Regions from separate parts of the Arachis hypogaea genome. Here region 2 is linked to region 1. A link is a contact called in public Hi-C data. All regions are on one chromosome and are shown on one strand. Each heading gives the region's core, a stretch centred on a gene start, on an enhancer-like site or on the middle of the called end of the contact. The rest is flanking DNA. Distances are from core to core; before and after follow the strand shown. Region 1 holds the start of LOC112801558. Region 2 holds the start of LOC112801559.

What was found. A called contact is a pair of places that touch in the nucleus more often than the background predicts.
Region 2: a Hi-C map of leaf shows a contact between it and region 1, with 4 times the contacts expected there. The contact joins the promoter of LOC112801559 here to the promoter of LOC112801558 in region 1. A contact is called at or near these places in 2 of 8 Hi-C or Micro-C datasets (both in leaf).

What each region holds. Positions count from the first base shown.
Region 1 is chr5:46,848,421-46,853,994 of arahy.Tifrunner.gnm2.J5K5, reverse strand. LOC112801558 reads right to left here and starts at 3,840. Exons shown (of 5, transcript XM_025844364.3): 1 at 3,334-3,840; 2 at 766-998; 3 at 1-194. The coding sequence starts at 996.
Region 2 is chr5:47,423,980-47,429,825 of arahy.Tifrunner.gnm2.J5K5, reverse strand. LOC112801559 reads left to right here and starts at 1,599. Exons shown (of 15, transcript XM_025844370.3): 1 at 1,599-1,949; 2 at 2,375-2,703; 3 at 3,568-3,645; 4 at 4,203-4,258; 5 at 4,522-4,641; 6 at 5,088-5,158; 7 at 5,667-5,760. The coding sequence starts at 2,386.

The DNA.
Region 1 (5,574 bases), core at 2,591-5,090:
TTAGCACAAGTGGAGCTTCCTACAAGAAAATCAGAGATATGTGATTTTTGGCCATCTTCAGTTGTAATTTGAGAAGCCAAGGGACATGTGGAATACGATGCTTCAACAGGTATATGGTTTTTGTGTAATTCTTTCCTTTTAGCTTCATTCATCAAATCCCTTTGTATTCTGTATAAACGGTGAAGTTCATATACCTGATTGAAAATATATAGTGTAATCAATATTAACAGGTTCAAATACTCGTAGGGGACACATGAAGAAATTGAGCCAAACAAGAAATCACTTGAGTCATAATAAAAGAAAACCATACATCTAAAATAGATTAAACATGTTCATGCAACAACATATTGTATTATTGTCAATAAGTTACAAAGTAGTCAACAACAAATACAAAATTGAAAATGCCACATTTTAATAGAACAAGCTCTAAAGAAGCATGAAAGTCAAGGATCAAGCTTCTTTAAAGTGAGGAAGTTGGTAAAGTAAGGAAGTAGGAGTTTAATCACCCTTAAACCAAGGTTGTGGGGCTCATACACGATAGAAGTTAGAAATTTAATGGTTATAAACCCCTCACTTTATTACTTTATAAATCTCCTCACTTTAGAGGATTTGTTCTAAAAGTCAAATATACAATAAATCGGGCCTCTCTTTTGTTGCTAAATAGACTACTAAGACTCAAAACATAACACCCCAATAACATTATGCATACTATTCAAGTTATAAGGCAACAGATAAAAAGAAACTAAGAAACTAAACCCTCCATACCTGACTCTTAAATGTGGCCTCATGCTCAAGCATCATCTGCTTCACAAAATCCTTATCATACACTGAACACGCATCTGCAGTAGTAGAACTTGGCAGGTAATTATTATAATACTGCCCATTTGTCAGTGCTTTATTCTCTCCATATAAAAGGGGCCAACCACAACTACTAGATTCCTCATTAAGATCTCTCATTGAGTAATACCCTGAAAATTTCTGGACTTTGGTTCCCATTCCTGGTAATAATGAAAAAGATATGCAAGTGTTTATCACATTAGCATTAATAGTAACATTTACTAATGCTGCTTTGCATCTAACCACAGACACAAGTTCAAAAAAGCAACCAGATAACAAATTACAAATGTACCAAAGACAAACTGAGAACACGAAACATACAATGTGGTTGCATGCAATATCAATTCACCGATACTTAAGGCCTTCAGTATCATGAATTTAGAGGCCTCGAGTATCCACAAATGTGGATGTTATGAGCAAATAGAATATGAATGTGGATGGTATATATCAACTTTAATCCTGAAAGTAAATGTGGATTTTCTTCAACTAAAACAGAAGCCATGTAATTAGGAACAACGATAAACTGATTGCTAGCTTTCTAGAGCAAGCAAATAGGCAACAACCTGCTCATAGAGTCATAGCTGAGGCTAATTTCATCTTATCAAGCATGTTAATTTATGAATAAATATAAAACATCACATTCATTGCATTTGAGACACAGACAAGAAGAAAAAGTGTGCAACACCACAAGCTCTTGAGAAACTTAACCCAATGCTCCTTATGGTGTGTGAATAATATCATATGTACTGAAAAAAGTTGTGAGCAAGGTGGAAAGGAGAGACAGCACATCCTATGAATCATCATATATTTAATTTAGAAATCACAACTACATAAACTACCTGTAAAAATTAACAACTCCAGATTTCAGAAGTATCAGAAAATTGTAGCATACACAACTGATTCTAATTGTAATAGGGCACAGATACACTGTACTACCAAAAGAAGCAGTAACATCAGGGAATTGTTGATTGAAGTCCAATGCATCCCAAGTTAGCTCCAACTTAGGACAGCATGCTATAGACACAGTACTAGTCTCTAAAGCCTATACTAATGCAACATCAGAAAAATGAAACAACCTTACATTATCCGTGTTGGAAACGCTTCATAACATTAAGGCTTAGTTTGGTAAAGATTTTATTTTTCAAAAGTAGCTTATAAAAGCTAGCTTTTAAAAAATGGCTTTTTAAAAGTTGTAGCATTTGTGTTTGGTAAATCAAATTGAAAATGGCTTTCAATAAGCACAAGCAACAACAATTGCGTTTGGTAAAATAATTTTTAAAATTAAAAAAAAATACTATAATAGACATAAAGGTAAGAGTTAAAGACTTTAATTTTGATAAGCACAAACCAACTTTGAAAAGATCCCCCTTAGGTGCTTTTAAAAGCACTCCTACCTTTTAAAAGCTACAAGCATAAACACATGAACTTTTTGATTTACCAAACACAAAACGAGATAAAAAGCGCAAACACCTCTTCGAAAAGCTTTACCAAACCAAGCCTAAATATTGAACAAATGCCAATCGTGTATTCAAAGAATTGTGTTGAAAAACTTTAATTTGAACCATAAATATCGGCTATAAATTAGGGCACTTCAAAATATGCCACTTGTATGCCATTGACTTGCAGAATGCAAATGGTAATAACCACAGCCGTTGAATCACATTTAAAATAATCGCATACAACGTCTAGAAATTTATCCATTACCCCCAACCATAACAAGAAGCTGAAAAAATAGTAATAAATCAGAAAAACCACAAGTGATACTAACAAATCTACGCAAACTAGATGAGCTTTTATAACACTCCCTCCATTCCCTTTTGTTTGCCAGTCACTTTTTGACGGACAAAAATCTTCGAGTTAATGAATCGGAGTGACAACGACAGACAAAAGAGAATAGGTAGTGCAAGTTTATATCCGTGCTGTTCAAAATGAGTTAAACCCCGAACTTGGCCAAGTAATCACACGCACCAAGAATTCCCATTACACATCATAGGCTCATCATTGAAATGAGAAATCTCCATTGTAATGGAGCAGTTACAAAACCAGGCACACCATAAAATTCATCCATAATTTGGGGGAACTAAGGTTCTTCACTTCAATTTAGAGTTAAAAAACAATCCAAGGAATAAAAAAAGAAATCAAATGAAATGGCAAAATTAAAATAAGAACATCGAATACAACAATCATACAAACCCACGCAACAATAATCAGAACATTCCAATCCACAAAATTCAAAGTAAAATTAAAATAATAACAAGAAGAAGAAGAAGAAGAAGAAGAATATAGAGCTATGTTATAAGGTTCACTGGAAGAATCGCTCAAACAACAGGTACCAAAAGAATTACTCATCCTAGTCAAAACAAAACTATGTACAAAGTACTAAAATCAAAATTCTCACAAAAAAATAAAATAAAATAAAATAATGGAGTGAGAAAAAAACCGAATAAATAAATTAATTAAAACTAAAGAATTTGAGAGAGTATATGAGTAAATTACCTCAAACCCACATCCTCTAATCACCTCCTCTTAAGAAACCCCACAAGGAATTTTTCTACTATTAAGGCACCAACACCATCAAAGAACCCAAAAAAGAAATTCAGGACCCCTTTAGAATCAGCAGTAGTTGAAGCCAAAAGGGTAACTAAAACTAAAAGAAAATAATAATAATGATAAAAGAATCATGAGACAAAAATAAGAAAGTGGGGTTGCGGCTTCAACACCATTGAAGAAGTAGCTTAGATCGTAATCCGTTAGAAGAAGATTTCGATCTAATGTGCCAGCCACTACCCCCTCTCTCTTGCACTAATACACACAAAGAGAGGAGAAAGAAATAGGAAGAAAAGAAAACAAAATTGGTGGTTTATTTTATTTCTTTTTTGTAGTTTTTAATTTTGTTTGGGGTTTTAGAGAGAGAAAGAGGTTTTTTTGGAAGAGAGCGAAGTGAGAGAGATCCCAGATAAGAAATCTTCACCCAAACAAACGACCTTCTAAGAACAGTGACATGAAATTTGTCAACATCCGGTCTCCTTTTATTCTCTGCTTTTTATTATCGCTCCTCTCTCTTTCTCTCTCTATGCCTCTATTTTTATCCTTGCAAAGATTTCATAAACACAAAATATGAATTATATTTATATGTATTAATTATATTTTCTAACAAATAAATAGAATTACGCAAATAATTAAGTTTATTATAATAAAATAATTATTTTTCAATGTAATATAATTAAAATTTTCATACATATCAAATAATATATGTCAACAAGTAATTGTTTGTGTCTATATAATTTGTTATTTCTCCTTTAATTTTTTTAAATAGTAATAATATACCTTATGAAAAAGAAAATGAAAATAAATTTGACACACTCACAATATAGATTATCATATAATTCGTTTAGATAGTTTTTAAAGAATAATCATTTTTTATATAATAATATATGATCAAATATTTCCGTAAAACATTTTACTATAATAATGCATAAAATTAATCAAAAAGTATGGAATATATATTATGTGCTTTTCCAGGATATCACAAACAATTAATTGGTCATTTCTAGATTCTTTACACTTTCCTACTTTTCGCCACTCAGATATCAATTTCTACTTTTATATGTAACGGAAAATCCTACAATAAATATTCTTCTTATTCTTCTTATTATTATTATTAATTGAATTTAATTTAAGATTTTGCTAGCAAATATTATTAAGATACTTGTTAAAGACTACTTGAAGTGGAAAAAGACACTATATATTCGATTGTCAATATTGGTAAACGTATAAAATTTTTAATATATATATATATGACGTGAATATATTAAAACTAAATTTTTTAAAATGAATGATAGCTAATTTTTTGAACTTAGTTCGAGTTGACCAACTGAAATCGAAAATTTCTTATTATTTAACTTTTTTTTGTCAATATCAAATAAATACTACTAATTTACATGAGTCTTTCAAAGTATTAAGTCATATATATGTTAACCACTTAAAAAAAATTATTCAACACCACTGTTTGACCACTATATACTATATAAATAAAAAATTCAATTACCTTTATAGAAATATATTGGTCCCATAGTGACATTTATCATCAGTTATAAAGTATTATTTTATTTCATAAAGTTTAAATCAATTAAGTCTTATCTAGTTATATAATTTAATTTTTAGTATGTCATGACTAGGAGTGGCAAACGGGTCTAAATCCGTCGGGCCGGCCCGCGTAACCCGCCAAAAAAAACGGGCTGGGCTGGAAAATCGGGACCGCCAAATAGCAAAAGCCCGTCTAACCCGCACCGCTTAAACCGCGAGTTTTGACGGGCTTTGGCGGGGCGGGCTTCTCCGCCGAGCTAAGGTTTTTTTTAGTGAGATGGTATTTTTGCAATTTTTTTCCTAAAACCTAACTTCCCCCAACCTAACCTACAAGAGTATGGAAAAAGATCCTCTCCAGTTTTTTTAACAATTGATAGAATCCAGTGTGATCTATCACCTTTGATTCTATGAGTGGGCCCAGAAATAAATAAGAGAGAGAGTGCAATGAATGGTTAGATTGAACACTGGATATCATCCAGTTTTTTTCTCACTGGAGAGGATCCACTCCCCAAGAGTATGAAGATAAAAATTGAGTGTTTTGAATTATCTTTATGTTATTTTGGAGACAATATTTATAATTATGTTTTGGATTATGTTTATTTTGCTTTGGAGAGAATATTTATACTTATATTTTGAATGAAAATTTGGTTT
Region 2 (5,846 bases), core at 350-2,849, 580 kb before region 1:
CCAAAATCCCAAAAATCTACAACCCATAACCAATAACATGTACACTTCCCTATAATTCCTTGAGAGACGACCCGAGGTTTAAATACTTCGATTATTTTTATTGGAGTTTGTACTTGTGACAAACAAATTAAATCTTGATTGAAGATTGTTTGCTGGTTTAGAACTATACTTACAACAAGATTTCATTGAGAAATTCTTTACTGGCAATTTTTCTCGTATCATTGTACTATGTAATTCACTTCATTTGATAACTTGAAAATGGAATATATGATTGAACTTTAAAACAATAATATTAATTATAACAAAATTAATATGTTATCAAAACTAACTGTTGTACATTATACATTTATATGCGTAAAACTCTAAACTATCCTGCTGGCCATGACCTCGCCTACCACCACGTGGACCAGGACATCGTCCATGAGACCTCGCATCGAGACATCCTTATATGCCTAATGCAGAAGGTTTGACATCTCGCTGTCCTCGTTCGAGCTTTGGGGCTCGGAACAGTACCAGTAGCTACAGGCAGAAGTCCTCAATGGACCGTCCATCATGGTGCTGCTCCCACCTACCAATGCAGCCACTAAAAGGATCACTCTTGATTCTGAGTTCCGATTGGTACGCCATGTCCTGTAGGGTGATAGTCATCTCCTCGCATGGCAGATGAAACATATGGGATTCAGGTCTCCATCTCTCTATCAACGCTGACGCCAATGGTCAATCACGCTCAAACTCCACTATGTATGCCACATGCTGAGACCCAGCTCATCTGAGATATGACCTAATCTGCTAAGGCAGGCGTCTCATCAAATTCCGTCTGGTGCACAAGATTTAAGGCGCCTACCAAATAAAATAAACAAGTTAAAAAAACGGTGAACACATAAAATTACAAATTCACATGTTATTACAATATAATAAACAAGAGTGATAAAAGAAGTGTACCACTAGATCAAGTCTGCCTGCAATGTATTTAGCCTGATCCAATTTATAAAGCGTATGCTCATTTTTCAATAACTGTTGCTCCATCTAACTACACTCTAATAAAATAAAATAAAATAAACTGAATTCAGTTTCTTTCACCTTAACTAACTTTTTAAAAGACACATTTAAACTAACTAATTGACTAACTTTTTAAAAATAAAATTATTTTATTAATTTCCAAGAAAAAACAAACCCACATGCTAATCTTTGAAGTTGTTTCTCTAAAACATATTTTTTAATACTTATTTAGATGCTTTTAAGACAAGTTGTTGTTAAGAAAAATCTTTTTTATTAAAAAATAATTTTTTTTATTTTTTAGCGGACAAAATTTTAGTGATAAAAATTAAAATAATAAAAATAAAAAATATCTTATAAAAATTATAATTTGTATTTTTTATAAAAAATTAATTAAAAAAAGGCATTTTAATATAATAAATAAACAAAAAATAATTTTATATAAAATATTTAAATATAAAATTATTTTTATTTTAAAAAAAATCATTAAAAAAATCCCAAACAAACTCTTAAAGGGAGACAACTATCCACGTGTCATATAATATAACGATATGGTACAGATGAATCTAAATAAATGATAGAACAACCCAATATAAAAAAGTGTTAATTTCTGTACAAATGTCAGTTAATTAGCAACGACGATGTTGGTTAAATGATTAGCACCTCAAGACTTCTTTACAATTTTCGTCTCAATTTCAAAAAACTTACGACCCATCGTCATCCGCAAGCCGCTGATAAATAGTGAATACAAAAAGCTATATACTCTTAATTTTTTCTTTTATTAATTATCCAAAAATAAATTAAAAAATTTGCATTCTATTTTAATTTTAACTATACGTAAATACACAAATTAGAAAAATAGTTTGCGTTTCTCATTTGATCCCAGCAAAACTAACTTTGAGGAGAAAGAAGAAAAAAACACTTTCTTTTCTGACTCTAGATTATAATTCCAGGTATTTCATGCTTTCTGTCATCCAATTAAGGTTTTCCATTCTTGTCTTCTGAATTTTTCACATGCAGTTCAAAGGGATTGCGAGATAAAACTATTCTCAAATTAGATTTTTACCATTTCATACAAATTTAAATTATGAATTTGTGCTATTTTTTTCTTTTGTGCTTTTTTTCGTTGGATGCCAAAACATAATAATTGAAGAATTGAATTACACTTGAATTATCTTAGATATCATTGTTTAAATTTGGAAGGAGAATGATTGAAATTTTATTTTAGAATCTCATATTTGTTCGAATTTGGAAGTAGAGTTATTACTGTTGATTATGATTATGGTGATTGCATAGTTGAGTTTGTGATTGTGTGGGGTGGTTGTGGCAATGACAGACAAAATATAAAACTGAATAGTGTGATTGGTGCTATTTATAGAAGTGCCTACAATGTATGTGCCTGTGGCTCATTCAGCCACACCTGAGGTTGGATTTCCTAATGAAACTGGGATCTCCGTTGTGACTCTGGATCAAATTCCGCGGTGGATTGATGCTGAGCAATCTGTGGGACATGATGATAATGGAGATTCATCATTTTCTAATCCGTACTTTCCCGATCCTTTGACTTCCCAATCAGAAGCCGACAGTGGTGGCATTGGCTCTGTGTCGAGGTTTCCTGTTGACAATGAAGTTAATTTGAAGATATACTTGTGGAGGGGAAATCCGTGGAACCTTGAGGTGGATGCTGTGGTCAATTCAACAAATGAGGTGAGATATGATTTCTTGTTTATTGTTATTTGTTATCATTGTCATTATTGTTTTATTTAGTGTTACAATAAAAGTGTTTAACATTGTTTATGAGGGTAATTATAAAATTTGGCAACTAGGTAAGATAAAATTAGGAAGGAATGATTAAAAATAAAATTGTCCTTATTATGGTGAAACCAAAATAAGGATACAATCTCATATAAATTGGGTTGGACATGTCTAGAGAAGACTGCTAGAATATACGGTAAGGATAATAGATTAGGTGGAGAGCAATTTAGCAACTAGAGGTAGAAAAAAATCAAGGGGAAAAATGGCTTTAAAGATGAACATGATTTACGTTAGGATACTATAGCTTCATTACCATATAGTTGATGATACCCAGTGGAATAAGGTTTAGTTCTTGGTTATTTTGCAATGCCCGAGGTACCATCTTGTGCTGTCTTTTTCTTTTGACAACAATTTGTGCAGTTCAAAATAGGACAATAAGGGCTTGAGAAGGAACTTATGCTTATTTATAGAGGCGCTTGCTCTCTTTTTGGTTTTCAATGAAGTAGAATTCTAGGTTAGTGATGATTCTATTGCTGATAAATAATGGTACCTTACGTCGTGCCCTTTATCCAATAAACATAACCAAATGCTAATTTCTATTTTCCATTAACAATAGTTAACTTGTTACTTGTATTTACTTGTGGCCAAGGGAATTTAGTTGAATATAAGTGATCTCAAGTTTTCTTCACATTGTCTATCCTAAACCATAGACCATTATAATTATGCAATATTATAATGATATTATAAGACCTCTAGTAAATATGAGGAATCTATATTACAATTAGTTTCTTCACCTGGTTTCATTCTTTAACACAGGTCATGGATGAAGCACATAGCAGCGCTGGGCTGCATGCTGCAGCTGGACCTGGTCTTGCAGAAGAGTGCGCAACTTTGGTATAGATCACATTAATTACTTTGCAAAACTATTTTGTCATGTGGTCATTGTTGATGACATTTGAGCTTATAATTGTAGTGATCAAATAAATGTGTTGAACATATGAGTATGGTTGTAGTGGATGAGGAATCCTAAAGATAAAGTGCAATTCAGAATGACTACTTAGACAAGAAGTAGGATTGACACCGTTTGAGATTTGAAAAGTAGATTCATGCCTAAGATGGTTAAGACATTCAAAAAAGTCCAATAGAAGCCATTTAGGCATGATAGAAAGTGCAGAACATTTAGAGGTAGAGAAGACCAAGAAGATCCCTAAGAAGTGAAAAAAATATGAAGGACTCAGTTTTAAGTGCCAATTTTGAAAACTTGGTTTTTGAAAAAACAAAATGTCATTGTTGATTCATACGAGAAAAGCCTCTTGTTGTTATTGTTGTTTGAGCCAGGAGTTTGGTAGGAAGAATGGCTAAGATGTAAGCATTGCATCAGTATTAAGTGTTGTTACTATAGTGCCTTAACATCTTTATGGATTGATATTGCACGTCTTTATTCTTGATAGGGTGGATGCCGAACGGGGATGGCTAAAGCTACCTGTGCATATAACCTTCCTGCAAGGTTTGTGTATTAGCCTCTGACAATCACTTGTTAAGTAAAATTAGAGCAATGTTAGTTAGCAATATTTTCTTCTTATGTGTTTTGTTTGGAGACGGTTAATCATTTGTTAATCTGCACAAGTTATTTCAATATATTCTACTGTTTTTTCATAAATTTATATTTCTTCCTTATATGAATACATCATACTGCACTACTGCAGTCTCTTGCACAAAATTAAGTTTCCATCCATATGTTGTTTTATGCCTTTTATTAATTTCTCGCAGAAAAGTTATTCATACTGTTGGACCAAAGTATGCTGTGAAGTACCACACTGCTGCCGAAAATGCTTTAAGTCATTGCTATCGGTCTTGCTTGGAGGTTCTAATTGAAAATGGCCTTCAAAGGTTTTAGTTTCAAATTTTATGTCAATTTGTTAGGGACTTTGGTATTATGGGTTGCCTAAAGTCTCACATCGACTAGTATGGAATTCTTGATGTTGTATTTAAGAAGAGTGGTTCTTCTCCTTTAATAGCTAGCTTTTAAGGTGTGATTTTTCATTTTACTTAGGTATTTGACAATGGTATTAAAGCTTGGGTTGTTAGCACCATAAAAAGGGTTACCTATGCGTTGGATTAAAGTGAATACTAAATAGCAAATATTGGGAGTATGGATGCTTGATGTTATCATTAAGTAGTTCTTCCTCCTTAATAGCTAGCTGTTAAAGTGTGGTTTTCCATTTCACTTCGATACTTAACACAATTTTTCTAGAAATAGTTATTAGTATGGAACTATGGAACCTCCAATGTTACTTCAATGATCTAAAACTTGCTTCTTCTATGCCATATATCAGCATTGCTTTCAGCTGTATTTATACAGAGGCAAAGAATTATCCTCGTGAACCGGCTGCACATGTAGCTATAAGTAAGTTGTTTTCTTGTAAATTTACTGTTTTTGTATGATTTTGGATTCTTGTTCCATACTATTTTAGGGACTTAAGGTACTCTGGGGTATCTAAATTTTCAAACCAAGTAGTATGAGATTACTTTTTTATTTTAAAGTGTGGTTCCTTACTTTTCTTGGATATTTAACATCAAAATAACAGGTTTTGCTGGCAATAACCTGAAAAATAGCATATATAGTATAGGCATAGTTTACCCCACTTCCCTACCCCCTGCCCCCCAAAACAAAAGAAGCTCCTACCTCATGAAGTTGCCGATCAATTTATTGTTGTTTGCTTAATTTTATTTTAACTTTCCATCTAATAAAATGCATTTTCAGAACCTAATTTATGCTTGATTGCACTATTGTACACAGTTTTGAAAACCTTCTACTTATTTAATCATGCCATGGTGAACCTATGTCCTATAATATATGATTTTCAATGTTGATAACCTGGTATCGTTATATTATAGCTTTCTTCTTGTGCCAGGGACTGTTAGACGGTTTCTTGAGAAGCAGAAAGACAACATAATTGCTGTTGTATTTTGTACTACCAGTACACTAGATACCGAGATATATAAGAGGTTCTTTGTTTCTCTATTGTTGATACCTAACTTATTTTGAGCGGCATAAACTTCCCAAAAGTTTGTGGAAATGTCTATTTGGGTTT